2 separate regions of the Oryctolagus cuniculus genome follow, and region 1 is linked to region 2. The links are chromatin contacts, called in public Hi-C maps. All regions are on one chromosome and are shown on one strand. The core of a region is the stretch at or near the end of the contact, and the rest is flanking DNA. Distances in the headings are between cores, read along the strand shown.

Region 1 (3,202 bases), core at 111-2,610, 56 kb after region 2:
GCACCACGCTGATCCGATGGCAGGAGCCAGGTACTTATCCTGGTCTCCCATGGGGTACAGGGCCCAAGTACTTGGGCCATCCTCCACTGCACTCCCGGGCCACAGCAGAGAGCTGGCCTGGAAGAGGGGCAACCGGGACAGAATCCGGTGCCCTGACCGGGACTAGAACCTGGTGTGCCGGCGCCGCTAGGTGGAGGATTAGCCTAGTGAGCCGCGGCGCCAGCCTCCTATCACTCTTGTGCAAAGTGTGGCTCCGGTCTTTGCCCTAGGCCCTTGCAGGCGTTTTAGGGGTTGGGGGAGTAGACCAGCAAATGGGAGCTCACTCTCTTTTTCCCTCTGCCCCCAAGTTAAAATTTTAAGGTTTTTGTTTTGTTTTGTTTTGTTTGTTTGTTTGTTTGTTTGTTTAATCTGAGTGACAGAGAGAGATCCTCTATCCACTGGTTTACTCCACAAATGCCGCAACAACCAGTGTTGGGCCATGCTGAAGCCAGGAGTCTTCAACTCCATCAAGGTCTCCTACGTGTATGGTAGGAACCCAAGTACTTCAGCAACATCTCCTGCCTTCAGGTCCATTGGCAGGAAGCTGGTTTGAAAGCAAAGGTGGGACTCAATCCCCAGCACTCCAGTATTGGATGTAGGCAATTCTAAGAGGCAGTTTAACCCACTGCACCACAATGCCCACGCTCAAAAAATTTAAATTCAAAAGAAAGAACAGGGGCCAGCACTGTAGCGCAGCAGGTTAAGGCCCCAGCCTACAGTGCCAGCATCCCATATGGGCACTGGCTTGAGTCCTGGCTGTTCCACTTCTGATCCAGTTCTCTACTGTGGCCTGTGAAAGCAGTAGAAGAAGGCCCAAGTCCTTGGGCCCCTGCACCCATGTGGGAGACCCAGAAGATGCTCCTGGCTCCTGGCCTTGGATCAGCTCAGTTCTGGCCATTGCGGTCATTTGGGGAGTGAACCAGCAGATGGAAGAGCTCTCTCTCTCTCTCTGGCTCTACCTCTCTCTGTAACTCTGTCTTTCAAATAAATAAAATAAATCTTTTTTAAAAAAAGAACATTTGGAAATAGAAAGTGTAGACAAATCTTTGGAAGGCATTTCTATCACTGAGCTGGAATAGTCTTTCCTACTGGCAGGTAAGCCTATAGCAGAAGCAAATCTACTAGAAAATCACATTTTTAAGCAGGAAGATGATAATCATATCTGAAGATTATTTAATTTTTTATGTCCCAAAATAAAATCTACTCCTACTCCCAGGAACATATTGGTTTGCTGAATCTGGTGGATTATGATTCCTAAATATCTCAGTGCTCTATCCTCTTTGGAAAAGGAGCTTAGAGAATATAGTGGTGGTTCAAAGCCATGGGCTTTGGCTCCACCACTAAAAAGCCAAGTGGCTTTCAGTTTCTTCTTCTGTAAGGCTTTAGACAATTAAATGAATTATTGCATGTAAAAGCACTTAACAAAATGTTTGATACACAATAAAAGCCAAATAAGCATTAATTCTTATAACTACACCCTTACTGTCACTAATTCTAAGATTACTTGTTGAAAACAAGGGTGGAGTTAGCAAAGATATGCTGAAGTCCTCAGGAAACTGAGACATCAGGGAACAGCAGTCAGCTAATGGCTGCCTCCTCAGCCACAGAATGCGGAATATCCTGTCATCTCCCAGGGGACACAAATTAGGGAGGGGCGGAAGTTCAGTTGACTTCCCAGCACACCATACTGTGCCTTTTCACCTAGAATCCACGCTGGGTGACATTACTCACTTTTTCTGCTGAAACACTTTAAAATAATTTGCAAACATTACATTGCTTTACCCCTAGGTTCTTACAGCTATCTTCCAAGACCAAAGATATTACCTTACGTAATCCACAAGGATGTTATCAATCCCAAGAAATTAGAACAGAACAGTCTTTCTTTTTCTTTTTTGGACTTTTTAAACATTGATACTTATCAAGAGAATAATTGTAGAGAATTATCAAAAGAATATTGTAGAATATCCCACAATTAGACACTGTCTGATTGTTTCTTCATGATTTGATTTAGGGTAAAACATTTTGGGTCAGAATTCTGTTGAACATGCCGTGTCCAGTTCTCTCTTGGACTCATTTTCCAGTGGTGCCTGTCCCCACAATTCCAGCAACATTGCATCATGATGGGCACTGGTACCCATGCTGTCAAATCTGGTACTCAGTCCTCATCTTATTGAAGTGTTAGGAGCTTTGATAAGTTGATCAGAGTCCAATTTTTGAAGGGAGGTGGACAGGAACAGAGACAGAAGAGACAGGGACAGGGAGCGAACCACCTCCACTGGTTCAGTCCCCAAATGCCTGGGAGCTAGGAACACAATCCAGGTTCCCATGTGAATGGCAGGGATCCAACCATCTGAGCCACCACTTAACTGCTTCTCCTTCTCAGGGTGCACATTAGCAGGAAACTTGAATTGAAATGGACCTGGGACTTGAACCAGGAGCCCATGTGGGGTGTAGGCATCTCAAGTGTTATCTTAACTGCTGTTCCAAACCCTGTTCCATATATTCTATTTTGAAGCATTTTCTTTATTTATCTTTAGGGATTGCTCATCCTTGGCTTTTACCACCTACCTCACTGACCCTGCCTCCTTAATGCTCATTTGCTGAATTCCCATACCCTACTCATTTTTAAACACTAAAGTACTTCAGGGTTCAGTTCTTGACCCTATTCTAATTCTGTACTTACTGGATGATTCCATCTAGTCTTGTAGGTGTTGTACTCTTCCTTTCCTGAACATCGTCCAGACTTCACAGCTGCCTGAGATTTCTAATGGGCGTTTCAAATTAAATCTCTGAAACTGAATTTAGATTTTTCTCCCAAGTCTACCTCTTTCACAGTCTTCTCTTTTGTTAATTGCCAGCTCCATCCCTTGTCTTGGTAAACTTACTAGGGGAGCATTTTTATAAGGAGGTACTCTGTAAACTTATTTTTCAAGCTTTCCTTTCTCCTGGAAATGCCATTTACTTTTAAGGCATTGGGTACCATGACTATAAAATTGCTTTGTAGTATTAGAACTGCCACAGAAACCAGAAAGCTAATTGCAAATTACATTGCTGCAGTGCTGGAAAATCTGATTTCATAATAAGAGTGGACTCCATCAAAGCTTCTCAGATAAGAGCTATTTATAAGTAACTTTGTGCCACATGTAAGCAGATGCACAAGGGT
Region 2 (3,024 bases), core at 346-2,845:
GTTTTACCTCACTAACTCACTTTAAGGCAGCTGACTGAACAATGAATTATTTTTAAGAACAAGAAATATACCTCCAAACGAGGAATGAAATTTCTGTCACTTTCAAGGGCAACCACTTTGGCACCAGTTTCAAGTAATGCCTGAGTCAGCACTCCAGGACCTAGGATAATAACAAAAGAAAACATTTAGATGCAAAAGTAACAATATAATCTTTCTCAATATCAGAAGTTTATTAGGTATTATACATGTATTATCTAATTTTCATTCCCACTACACTCCCAAATGAGGTATTACTCTATTTTAATCACTTGACTGCAACATTCCAACAGGTAAGTATGCAGTTTGGTTTCGAATCCATTCTGTCAGTGACTGCAACTTGCACTCTTAATTACAATGTTTCATCACCTCTTAGAAGAAAAAAGCAACAAAAAGGAGTGCCTGGAGCCTACCACACTTACTCATTCATGATCATCGAGATCAAATCAAGCATAAATAAAACTGACTCTTCAAGGTAGGAAAGGGTGTTTTAACAATTATTATTCAGAGGCCAGTGCTGTGGCATAGTGGGTTGCCTGCAGGGAAGGCATCCCATACCGGCACAGGCTGTCTTGGCTGCTCCCCTTCTGATCCAGCTTCCTGCTAATGAGCCTGGGAAAGCAGCATAAAATGGCCCATTTACTTGAGCCCCTACATCCACATGGGAGACCTTGAAAAAGCTTCTGATTTCGGCCTTGCCCAGCCCTGGCCACTGTGGCCATTTGGGGAGTGAAAGAGTGGATAGAAGCTCTCGGTCTCTTTGCCTTTCAAATAAACGATTATTAAAAAAAAAAAAAAGAATTATAAATCTATAAATCTTGTGTTCTCAGCATCCTGCTATAGTCTACGGGAGATGCACAGGACAGGATAAAATTCTTGGGGGGGGGGGTGGCACTTTTAACTATGTGCGAGGAGAGCAAAATCTAAGAATATGTCTCATTCGTGGACAACAACTAAGCTTCTTCAAGAAAACGGAAGTGTCAATAGCACCCTACCTGCGGTCTATAAAAGTCTGCCTAAGTGACGAACATTCAAGAAAATGCAATTCAGCTAGACTCACCTGGATTGCACTCTAAGAAGAGAGAGCGAGGGTCTTTTTGACTCCCCCGCAGGATCTGCACCAAGGTCTCAGCCAATCCCCGACTGCTTACGTAACGCTTAGGGTCCAAGCGGTGCTTGCATACCCAGGGAGGCGATTCCCCGAAGTCAGGATAGGGCAACAGCTGCGGGGATGAATCAGACAAGCCACGGCGAGGCGGGTCTCCACGCGTTGTCGCTCGGGTCCTCAAAATGCAAAAGCGACCCGCGCCCGCCAGGGCTAAGGGCGCCAACCGCAAAGGAAGTCCCGTCGCTGGGACCCACATCGTCACCTCCAAGGTGCCCTCTCACATGACCCAGGGTCGCTATTCCGGTGAACCCCATGAAGGGCATCCCACGTGCAACATCTCCGCGCTGCAGACCAGGCCTGGCGGAAGTAAACACCAGCAACTGCGCACGCGAACGACTGGTCCAGCCCACTTGCCTACCTCACTTCCGTTTCCTCCCCGGCTTCGCCTCCCGAGAGCTGTGAGTGGACCGATGAGGAGTGAGACCGACCATCTGGGTGTGTCCGGACTCGTACTCTATGGTTGCCCGCCCTCTGCACTTCCTCTCTAGCCGCTCGCGCTCTATGCTCCGCGGTCGCGGGCCGCCAGCCGCCTGCCGGCCAGCCCCGAGGGGTGCGCAGAGGGAGGCGGGGCGGAAAGGCAAGAGGTGTCTCCTCCGGCGGAGCCGCGGGAGACCTGAGCAAGCTAAGTGACAGCTCGGCGGCCGCCATGTCCGCGAAAGGGGCTGGAAGCAGACCCGGCGGCCAGCGGTAACCCTCGGGCCGCCTCCGATTCCCAGGTGAGGAGAGGTCGAGCGGGATGCGGGGGACCCGCGGGCTCGCGGCCGGCTTGGAAAGCCTTTCGGAAGCCCCTCGCTCCTCCCCCTGAGCGGTGCCGGTCCAGCAGCGCCGCTTCTGCCCTCACCTCCGCCCCCTCTCCGCTCGCCTGTTTTGCTCTCCTCAGTGGCTGTGGGTCTCCCCCTCGCGCGCGGCGCGCCGGGTTCCCTCCTCCCTGGGGGACTTGGCTGCAGAAGGCGCTCCTGGCCCTGCCCGCGGAGCCGCTTGCGGCTTCCACCTTGCTTCTCGTCCTCTCCGTCCTCTTGCCCACAGCGCGCTGCCTCCACCCTTGTGGATGCTTTTTATTTTCTCCCCATACCTGGTTCCCTCGCCCCCGCCATCACTTTGGTTGTCAGGAACCGCCTCGCGTCTTCCTTCGGTTTCTCCCTGTGGGCCAGTGTTTTACTTAATTTTTCGTCTTTAATTTGAGTGTTTGAAAGACTAAAATTCAAGATGAAAAATTAAGACTTAAAAAAAAAAATACCCTTCTAAGCTTGAAGAGATGAAGAGTTCAGGATGCTTGTGTTTGTCCCCGTATAAACTTAAATCAAGCACAAGTACCGTGGAATGCGATTCTAAAGACCAGTTTCAAAGACACTAAAAATAGGGTGCTTTAATGGAAATTTTGGCAGTCGTTTAACCTATTGGGCAATGTTAGAAGACCTGATTCTTTGAAAGTGATTTCAGTGTTTGAAGCTTTAGCCATTATCTTTGCCACCAAAACAGCCAATCAGCTTCCTGCTTTAAATACGTGCAATCCTTTTTGCTTACTGTACTCGCAGCATGATTGAGCTTGGCATTTTAATGCACAGGGAAGGGTTTCTAAGGAATGTGTCACCAAGCAAATAGGCTGAAGATTGTATGCCGCTGATGGAGTTCAGCTAAGGAATTGACTGCCTAGCACCGCCTAGTTTGGATTATGAATGTGTTGAGACACCGAGGAAACGAGCTAATCAGCTGTTGTGGAAGCCCTGGGGACTCATTGATCTTAGTTTTCTTCCATTCTTGTTTTGTGCAGTTTTCTCATTGACTGTTTTCTCCAGGTGACTTTGACATTCTCTAAACAC

The links. A called contact is a pair of places that touch in the nucleus more often than the background predicts.
Region 1: a contact with region 2 is called in a Hi-C map of an unstated tissue, with 2.2 times the contacts expected there. The contact joins the enhancer-like site here to the promoter of CNST in region 2. A contact is called at or near these places in 3 of 6 Hi-C or Micro-C datasets (liver, skin fibroblasts and an unstated tissue).

The regions. Positions count from the first base shown.
Region 1 is chr13:66,563,176-66,566,377 of mOryCun1.1, forward strand. All of the region lies in intron 3 of CNST (consortin, connexin sorting protein), which reads left to right. Among named protein-coding and RNA genes, the nearest start is that of CNST, 56 kb to the left of the region's middle. Within about 2 kb of position 1,361, at least 1 of the 8 cell types and tissues checked has an H3K27ac peak or open chromatin away from gene starts, as enhancers often do.
Region 2 is chr13:66,507,354-66,510,377 of mOryCun1.1, forward strand. It overlaps CNST (consortin, connexin sorting protein), which reads left to right and starts at 1,596. Exons shown (of 11, transcript XM_051820807.2): 1 at 1,596-1,920. TFB2M (transcription factor B2, mitochondrial) reads right to left here and starts at 1,588. Exons shown (of 8, transcript XM_002717631.5): 1 at 1,097-1,588; 2 at 72-160. The coding sequence starts at 1,400.